2 separate regions of the Capsicum annuum genome follow, and region 1 is linked to region 2. The links are chromatin contacts, called in public Hi-C maps. All regions are on one chromosome and are shown on one strand. The core of a region is the stretch at or near the end of the contact, and the rest is flanking DNA. Distances in the headings are between cores, read along the strand shown. Region 1 holds the start of LOC107868011. Region 2 holds the start of LOC107868012 (ADP-ribosylation factor-like protein 8b).

What was found. Hi-C and Micro-C count contacts between places; a contact is called where the count stands out from the background.
Region 1: a contact with region 2 is called in a Hi-C map of bud, with 2.6 times the contacts expected there. The contact joins the promoter of LOC107868011 here to the promoter of LOC107868012 in region 2. A contact is called at or near these places in 3 of 5 Hi-C or Micro-C datasets (bud, leaf and placenta).

What each region holds. Positions count from the first base shown.
Region 1 is chr4:38,343,442-38,348,729 of UCD10Xv1.1, reverse strand. It overlaps LOC107868011, which reads right to left and starts at 2,563. Exons shown (of 3, transcript XM_016714548.2): 1 at 2,089-2,563. The coding sequence starts at 2,131.
Region 2 is chr4:38,060,394-38,065,635 of UCD10Xv1.1, reverse strand. LOC107868012 (ADP-ribosylation factor-like protein 8b) reads left to right here and starts at 2,173. Exons shown (of 6, transcript XM_016714549.2): 1 at 2,173-2,465. The coding sequence starts at 2,428.

The DNA.
Region 1 (5,288 bases), core at 1,314-3,813, 280 kb before region 2:
GGTAAGCTGGAGCTGCTCCATGTCATGTCTAATCACTTTCCTCCAGTATTTCTTCGGCCTACCTCTACTCCTCCTGAAGTCATCCAAAGCTAGCCTCTCACACCTACGAACTGGGACATCCGTGCTCCTCCTCATCACATGCCCAAACCATCTCAACCTTCCTTCCCGCATCTTGTCCTCCACCAAAGCCACTCCTACCTTCTCCCGGACAATCTCATTCCTAACTCTATCCCCTCTAGTAAGCCCACACATCCAGCGCAACATTCTCATTTCCACCACCTTCAATTTTTGAATATGGGAGTTCTTGACAGGCCAACACTCCGCTCTATATAGCATGGCTGGACGGACTGCCACTCTATAGAATTTGCCTTTAAGCTTAAGGGGCACCTTCCTATCACACAACACTCCTGATGCAAGCCTCTACTTCATCCAACCTGCTCCAATATGATTAAAGACATCCTCATCAATCTCTCCATTCCCCTGAATCATAGACCAAAACCCAAGATACTTAAAACTATCCCTCTACAAACATCTTGGGAATCCAACCTCACCACCACTTCGTCCTTCTGCCTCAAGTCACTAAACTTGCACTCCAAATACTTCGTCTTGGACCTACACAACCTGAACCCCTTAGATTCTAGGGTTTGCCTACATACCTCCAATTTTTCATTCACACCCCTTGCGTCTCATCAATCAGCACTACATCATCCACAAATAACATACACCAAGGCACCTCACCTTGAATACTCCACGTCAACACGTCCATCACCAACGCAAACAGGTACGGACGAAGAGTCGAACCCTGATGCAACCCTGTCTCGACCGAAAAATGCTTTGAATCTCCTCCCGCCATTCTCACAAATGTATGGATACATCTGTATACTAACATATATCTCGTAACTAGTTTATCAATATTTCAAATTACAAAACTTAAAGGAACAAGAAAGAACACGGAAAAGAAAAAGTGAATCAAGTTTTGTGAAGTTTAACAAGTCATTTGTTGAGACATTTATAACACAATGTACAAGTGTAACCAATGAATTTTTGACCAAAATGGTCCCTTTAAGATTCGGAGAATTAGTCTATCTGACACTGACGCACAAACAGCCTCCAAGTTTATAAATTTCGAGCAACTTTGATCCAAGTGAAGAGATGTCAGAGGTTGGCCATAGTGGGAACAAGGAGAGGTAGAGGTAGGTCGACAAAGATTGGAGAAAGGTAAGACGTGACACTAGATAGGAAGATTTGGAGATCGCAGATTGGGATAGAAGATTGGTAGGTACTCGAGGGTTGCCTAGTACTGTATCAATATAGTTTTATTACCCTCCTATTATCTTATTCTTTGATTTTATTATTTCCTTGGTTTTGATTATCATATTATTTATTGTTGTTACTGTTGTTCTCCTTTGTTTCATTATGGATTGTTCACTATTGTACTTGGTTTACATGATTGGTCTTTGTATTGCTTTACTTGAGCCAAGGATCAATGGAAACAACCTCTACTTACCTTCCTGAGGCAGGCAGGGGTAAGGCCACATACATACTACCCACACCAGACCCCACTCGTGGAATTACGTTGGGTATGTTATTGTTGTAGTCATAGCTTTGGTCCAAGCAAACTACAACCAAATGAGAAAATTACCCAAATCAACCCCAAATTCTATAGATTGGACTAAAATCATCTCTCAAAAATTACACTAACCAATTTTTCTGTCCTTTTTATTTTGGTAAAGATTATGTTAAATCAAGATTATAATCTAAATTACACAAATTTGATCCCTATAACAACTATCCTTAATCTGAAAACAGCTCAAGATCCACAATTTGCACCATTGGGTAACCAACCTCTAAAAACATGAACCAAACAAATTCCAGAAATATTAGTAGAGCATTTAACGCATATTATTATTGGTCTCTAAAAAAAGGGAGTGAAATTAGAAGGGAAAAAGATGGACATCTTAGTATTGAGTTGATTAGTTATCTGAACTTTCAGCTTGCTTGTGAATTGTGAGGTTCGATTCCCCACCTTGTAATTGTTAAGAGTTCTATAGAAAATCGAAAAGAAAAGAAGAAAGGAAAAAAGCTTACCAGAACATAACCTTGAAGTGGATTGAAGAAAATCTCTCGACATATGGTAAAATGGTGTGTCAACTCAAAAAACAATTGTTAAAACTAATCATAATAATTCTGTGTATATGAATTTTCACAAAACCAGTTACTACTATACAAGTACTCAAGAACCCATTTTGGGCATTTCATTTCTGTATATCAATATCACTAAATCAGATATAGGAGTTCAAAAGAACCCACTTTTGGGTACAGGGAATTAGAGAAAAGGAGAATAGAGTAAAAGTTAGGTGTTGGATCTTGAACTAATGTTCATGAAGACTTTAATTAATAATGATAATGATTGATGAAACATCAGACCAAAGTTCCTCTGTCGGTCCCCATCTGTACAGCAAAATTTTACAGTGACCAGAAAAAAAAAGTTTCCTAAATAGAACAATATTCGTTGTGTTTAATGGTCGTTTGACTTTGCCGAGAAGGGGAAGTGGTGCAATGATACTCCAACCGAACCTATTTTATATTAAGAGTGAATCGCAACTAAAATTTTGAGAATTTCTTCTAAATATCAATTATGCTCAAATATTAATGCTTACCCCAATATCATTCAATTAGTATTAGTTTTCTAAAAAAGTTATTTTATATTCTAAAAATTATTTTCTCTCTTAATTGGCATATCATATCATTAATTTTTTTTTGTTTAAATACTAAATCTATTTAATTTATCAAAATCATTTAATCAAAATTATGAATTTATTCTTTTTCTTCAAAAAAAAAATGCACTAGTTAATTTTCATGCTTAGAATTTTTTTATCATACTTAAATTTTATCATATTATTTATATGCTAATTAAAATTTTTAGATAACTTATTTAATTTAGTGCTATTATTTAGACAATTATATATAAAAAAACATGAATGACCACACAGGAAAGTAACTCTAAATAAAAAAAGGTAAGTACCTAAGTATGAGAATTTCTTCTTAATAAATTAATATAAGCTTTTCTAAAGAAATATAAAATTATAATTTTGATTAAATAAATTTGATGAGTTAATAGGTTTATTATAAAAAGAAAATGATGATTTACTGATATGACATGCGAAACAGAAGAGAAAGAAACTTTGGAGGTAGTTAGTATTTTTTTTAGAAAAAAATTGATAGTTCAGTGAAATAATTGTCCTAGCAAATCAAAAATATTTTTTGTATGCAACTCTGAAAACATGAATGACCGTCTAAGAAAATAACTTCAACAAGCATAGAAAGTTTAAGTACCGATAAAAGATTTCTAAGTATGAAAATTACTTCTTATCATATATATATATATGTGTATAATGGGGGTTACAAAGATGCCTATGTGGCATCTCTCTATGGTCTCCATTTATATTTTTTTTCCTTAAATTTTTTTCCTTCATTCTTTTTATTGAATAATTTGTTTAATAATTAAAATAAATAAATTATATTTATTATATATAATTATGAGTTACAAAAAATATTCATCCATGTTCATTATATTTTCTATTATTATGCTATTAATAATATTCATAACTCTTATTTTTTAATGTTCATAATTCTCAAAATTTAATTTATAAATTTATGAATACCTTATGGTATTCCTCCGCTTTGCTTATATAAATTCATGTTTTGTTTCATGAAAATTTTCATTCAAGGTTATTTTACCTCTTCTTCATTACAGTAGCATACATAAGGGTGAGGAAGAACATGTTAATCATCGCATTATACGATTTCTTTCACGTGAAGAACTATAATTGACTAAGTCGTAAAGAATTTATGAATAGGGATATTTCTTTTAATTTTTTAGATTATACTCCTCTTATTTGAATTTTATGGTTTTATTTATTTTTCAAGAGCTAGCGTTGGCTGATTTTTAAAATTAAATTGCATTAGATAAATTCAAGACCAACAAAAGCAAAGTGCTAAATTACCAATCAAATAATGATCATTTAAGTTGTATGAATATTCTTTTAATTTCTTTACATTAATTTTGGTTACATAAAAGTTACAATATCTTGTTTTAGGTGCTTAAGGATGAAAATTTTACGTAAGTTTTTTAGAGTAACTAATAATTTAGTATAAGTATATTCTTTATTTGCTCTTGTAGGAATCAAGAAGAAGGTGAAAAAGATACAAAGGGAGAGAAAATCAAGCAAATTCAGAACAAAATGATATGGAGTCTTATAATAAACTTATAACTATGATAATTTTATCTATTTAATTTTCAATCCTCTTCTTCTCTGTTATTCATGTATGTGCTCTATTGATGAACTTAAAAAATATTTTTTCTCTTTTTTCTTAAAATTATATTTTAGAAACATAATGACGGCAAAAATAGAATGATAGATAAGGCAAATTAGAATGTTGAGAAAGAGAAATGACTTTCTTTTATTTTTTTTCTCTTATATGACTATAGTTGTACACACATATTTTATTATGTTAAGTTTAGAGGTGGAACTAGAATTTCAAGCTTATAGATTCTGGATTTTAAGACGTGACAACGAATCCAAGCTAATGTATGACAACCGTTAAATTAACAAACAATTATGAATATTTAATAATGGTGGGTGACGACAATGAAATCAATAATAAAATTACAACCCTTAACTTTTTTGAAAATCAAAATTTGGGTTTAAAGATTTTTTATGCGTAAAAAAATCAATAGCCATTTTTGTTATGGACTTGTCACGACCCGAGGCTACCCCCTAGTCGTGGCACAGTGCTTAAGGCCACAAGTGACCCCAAGCTAACACACGAATTGATACCTGTTGTGAGCACTGAATGAAATAATAGTAACATAACATGTGCGGAAAATAAACCAATAAGGTACTATCAATCTGAGTACTGAAATATATAAAAGACATATCTAAAGTATCTGATAAACATTGAAAACTAGCCTATCCGTCTAAAATAACTGATAGAACTAAAAACTGACTGACTGTCTGAAAGCCTCTAAGAATCATAATGAGTTGATGGGACAAATCCCCAACTAACTCCAACTGACTGAGCATAAAGAAATACTAAAATAACTGTAAAGCATATCATGTCCTTGATAGAGGAGGACTCACCACTACTGCTGTTGGGTGATGCTGGACGATCTATGAATGGTCGGAAAACTAAGCGTCTGAACTTATGTTATACGACAATATAACACAAGAGAAGAGTATACGATCAGTACTTTAAATTTACTGGTATGTGAGATAAGGACCAAC
Region 2 (5,242 bases), core at 924-3,423:
TATAGTTCCAGTACTATCATCTTCCTCATTAATCTTAACCCTATGAGGCAATTTTGCTATAAGATCCACTTCTACCTTGATTCTAGCACAGCTTAGTCTTGTATGATTTTTTGTAGCCATATCTACAATTAAAGGCTTACCTACTACAGAAGCAATAGAGAAAATAGCCTCCTTTGCAAAAAAAATTGGTGGTAGATACAGTAATGATATCCATGCAACTCCTATAGTGGTTTCAACATCTGATTCAAACCAAGGATCCCACTTGAGTGTCTTCATCTGCCACAACTTTTCCTTCACTTTAATATAATATACAGTGGTTGATAACAATCTCACATAATCCTCCATCTGATTCAAACGTATCAAGATGTGTCTTGTATCAAGTACTCCTATTATGCAATCTCCCTTAATTCCGTATTGTTGTGGGATTGCTTTCCGTAGCTCATTAACATTAGGTTTATCATCTGAGAATTTTTCCACAATTGCATACTGAAGATTCTCTTGAAGTATCATGTTCTGAACCTCAGAAGCTTTCCATGTGATGCTTGGTTCACCATGCAGCATTACCACCGGTTTAGGATTGACCTTATCATTCTCATACATATAAGGTTTAGGTTTCAATAAGTCAGCATATTTTGGACCAGTAACTTTATCCTTAGGTTCCCCTTCCATAATATGTTTCGAAGAATCCTCTGATGGGGTATTCCCATCGGATGAAGTGGCCATTTTGATCGAAAAAGTATTGAAAGATTGGATGATTTTTGCATGCGCCGCCTAGGGTTTTGAAAAAAAAGTATAGGACTCAGGATTCATTATTCTACTTGCTCAATTTAAAGAATTTAGAGAAACTTGACCATTTGTGTGACTATATTGTTCTTGTTGTTAGTTACTTGTCCCTTTATTTTATTTATTTGGCTTATTTTGACTTAGTACGAAGTTTAAAAAAAAATGATATTTTTGAATCATATGATTTTAAATTAAAGGTATATCTAAAATAGTAAAATGCTTGTTCATGTCGTGCATCTGAACATGTATGTGGCAAGTTAAAATTAAAAACATTCTTTTTGAAATAAATTTTTTAAAAAAATATGTCAAATAAATTGAAACAAAGAAAGTTTATTTTTTAATATTTAGATGACTCATAATCAATTAATTATAAAAGTGATATTATAAATTATCAATTTATTTACTATCTTGAGAGGATCGTCCAATCAAACATACACAAGTATTAGCCAATAGCTAGCTGCATTGTTTCCGACACTAAGGACCCGTTTGGTAGGCCGTATTAAGTAGAATAATCCTTGGATTAAATTTAGTCTCATTCAATATATTGTTTGGTTACTTCTTTTAACTTAATACGTGGATTGCTTATACAACATATGTCGTATTATTTTATCCATAGTAAGTGGAGGGATAACTTATCCAAGGTTTAATAATTCATGGATAAGACCCCTAAATGACCGAATTATCCCTCAATTTCTTTTTCTAAATTTCTTTTATAATTTGATGTCCCCTTTAATTATATTGAGTTAGTTATAAATATCCTAGTTAATTTTTCAAATTCGATTCATTGTAATTTGATGATTTCATAATTAATGTTTGCTTTTTTTTTTTTAACATATTTGATTTGCTTTATTTATTGGGTTGAATTTTTCTTGATGGGGGGAAGGGGGCTTTTTAAATTAAAAAAATTTAGTTCATGGATTGGTGACTGGAATATTTATTTTCTTAAAATAAGTTTTAGGTATTTAAACATTTATGTAGCCTTAAATCTATAATTTAAGGCATATTTAACCAATAAAATAAATATTGAAAGTACACCATGCTATTAAGGATTTTCGTAGTGGCATATCATACCTGAAAATTAGTAACAAATTTTGTTAATATTTTAGTTTTTAACTTGACTAATTTAATGTAACAGAAAATCCCATAAAAATTTAAGGATATAAATGTAAAGAAAATTTTTATAGAATTTTAAATCAAACACAATCCATGATATGTTTTATTTTTAATACAATGAATCAAACACTTATAAAAAATAATTCCTGAATAACCAACCTCTGCATTACTAATCCCTACATTGTTAATCCATATTACCTATATTCCTACCAAACGACCCATGCCTAATTGGCATACAGCTAAATGCACCTGAGAATCCCGAGGTCTATTCAGTAAAACCGAGATTAATATAAGGGCAAATCGGTCACTCCAACTTTATCTTTCCATCATAAATAATCAGATTCCATATCACCGATACGTTTCGCAAAATACCATAAACAGCCACAACGTAAACGAAATTTCCCAAATGGTTCAAATTTGAACCTAGACAAAAACATCATTATAATTATTATTAATTGTTTTTGTGTGTATGTGTAGGAGAGCGAGAGATATATAACTCTCTCAACTATACTGAACATTATACAGATCTCCATGGGTCTTTGGGAAGCATTGCTCAATTGGCTTCGAAGGTATGTAACATTTTTACGTTTTTTTTCATCAAGGATTTATTATATGGCCAATCTTGATTAATTAGTTTGAAATTGAGTAATATAACTGAGATGGATTTTGTAATGTAAAAACTTAGTAAAAATGTTAGCCGATTCCTTTATTTGGTATATGTGTTGGTAGGGCTTAGGTCTAACACTTATATGATAGCTAGAATTTCTATTGGTTTAAACCTTCGACCAGCAACTAAGGGCTTTTCAGGACAAATGCCAAATGCATGGAAAGCAGAAAATGCGGCTTAGCCAGCGAGCTCTAGTCCCCTACAATAAGGATTTGACTTTTATTTAGGCGGGTTGCAAATTCGATAGATCCCAATCTGAGATCAATCTCGGTCCTTCTAACCCCGGCCTCCAAGCAGGTGAGAAGGAAAGACTAGTGCTTAGAAATCCGGCGACATTGAACTTAAACTAGCTGCTGTCCTTGAAAGAGAGGAAAGCTCCATGATGCCGGTCGAGATGGAGCTGGGAGCAACCTGCCCTGCCTCTTCTAGAAAGCTTTGGTTGATAGGTGATGCCTACTCACTCGAACAATGCTCTGAACATGAAAGTATGCAGTTCTGCCCCCTTCTTCCATGTTGAGGCACAAGCAGCGCCTAGGAAAGCACGGATGAGCCACGTGCAGGGAAACTTGCATGTGTGGTTCTTGCTGGGGAAACATAATCCCTTGCACGCGTGTATAATAAGGAAGGAAACCTTGCTGGCTATTTCTATTCTTGATGGCACAGGAAAGAGAGATTCCAGAATCTCTTGACTTCACCGCTACACATCTTTCAAATGCATGCAAGTTGATCTTGATACCATGTTATTAAAAGAAACACCCTTTGTGAGCTCATAAATTTGGACTTTTGTGAGTTGAATATTAATTTATGATTTGCTAGTACTTGTATTTTCCCTTTTTGTTTCGGGAATGTAAATGAGATGATACATATAACTCAACGCAATTACCATTAATATTTTATTGACTCTATGGACACCTAAATAATTAAATGATAAGTTACTCGGACTCTTATTTTTGGTGACGTACTCTTGTCGACATGATATGGGTATAGGTGTGGGTGTGGGGTGTAGGATCGTACCTAATCTGGTCAACAAATTTTGGATACTTTGACCAAAATTGAGAGAAAATTCCGGACTGATTCAGTGAAAAGGAGTGATCAACTTTTGGTACTTTGAAGCAAATTGAATACCTTGTTTATGGAAATTACTATGCCGCTCCTGTTCCTTTTATCTCCTTGACACCTTCTAGGTTTCTCCTTTTGATCAATATTTATTCCTCAAGTTCTCCACATGATATCTCCTAATTTAGGTTTTAGAAGAACTTTATTTTATCTGAATTCCCTCACCCATATCTATACCTAGATTCGTATTTCAAAATCGTAAAATTTTGTTTATGAAGGATCTGACCTCTAGATCCCCACTCGTATTGGACACCCTCACCCGAATTCGAGCAACTTAGATTAAATGTGTTCTCTCTACTTGCTTAAGCTTTTACATGAGTGGATCACAAAATGGATCTATGATTTCAAGTCCACTCGTTGATTTCAAGAAAACCGAATCAATTGGCCTCGAAGAAGACAATTCACGAGGAAAGGTCCCACTCAGAGCCCTACTTCCCTCTTTCGGACCTCATCACTTCAATTCAAGGGCAAACCCATTTCCTAGTCACCGGGCGCTTGTGTTTTCCCAGCCGACTCGCACACGACCGTCTTTCTTCCGGAAACTTACTCTTGAAAGCGTTGCATGTTGCTACTAGAGGGCAAAGGAATTAGCTTATGATGAAGAATAACAACAAAAAAACTTTTTGGGCTTCAAATTCTATGACTCATAAGCCCTCCATATCTAAAGATAGACGGCTAAATGGCGGGTTCCGCAGTTAACTAAGAAGGCGGAAAGGAGCCCGCTTACCCACTCCCCTTTCCCCCCATTGCTAGGAGCCTCGCCCTCTTGACTTGATATGTCAAGAAGACTACAACAGTAGATCACCTTTTTTTTTTGCTTCAAAAAAATTTTGGATACTTTGACCAAAATTGAGAGAAAATTCCGGACTGATTCAGTGAAAAGGAGTGATCGACTTTTGGTACTTTGAAGCAAATTGAATACCTTGTATATGGAAATTACTATGCCGCTGCTGTTCCTTTTATCTCCTTGACACCTTCTAGGATTCTCCTTTTGATCAATATTTATTTCTCAAGTTCCCACATGATATCACCTAATTTAGGTTTTAGAAGAACTTTATTTTTATCTGAATTCCCTCACCCATATCTATACCTAGATTCGTATTTCAGAATCATAAAATTTTGCTTATGAAGGATCCTCTAGATCCCCACCCGTATTGGACACCCTCACCCGAATTCGAGCAACTTAGATTAAATGTGTTCTCTCTACTTGCTTAAGCTTTTACATGAGATTGGTCATACCTAAAAAGGCTCGTTTGGTACTTGTGTTGAGAATTATGAGGTTGTAGGTTCAAATCTTATCAAAGACCAAAAAACTAAGCGATTTCTTTGTTTGGTATATATTGGTAAGAGGTAGCAGATATCCTAGGCGAACTAGTAAGTGGTCACAAAGTGGCCGTGATATCGTGGTATTAAAAGAAAAACCTTTGCGAGCCCTCTATTGTTAATTTTTATCACTACAAAAAATTTCTTTGAAAGAACTCTTTCGTTTGTGATAAATTTGGACTTTTGTGAGTTGAATACTCCCTCTGTTTCAAAAAGAATGACTTACTTTCCTTTTTAGTC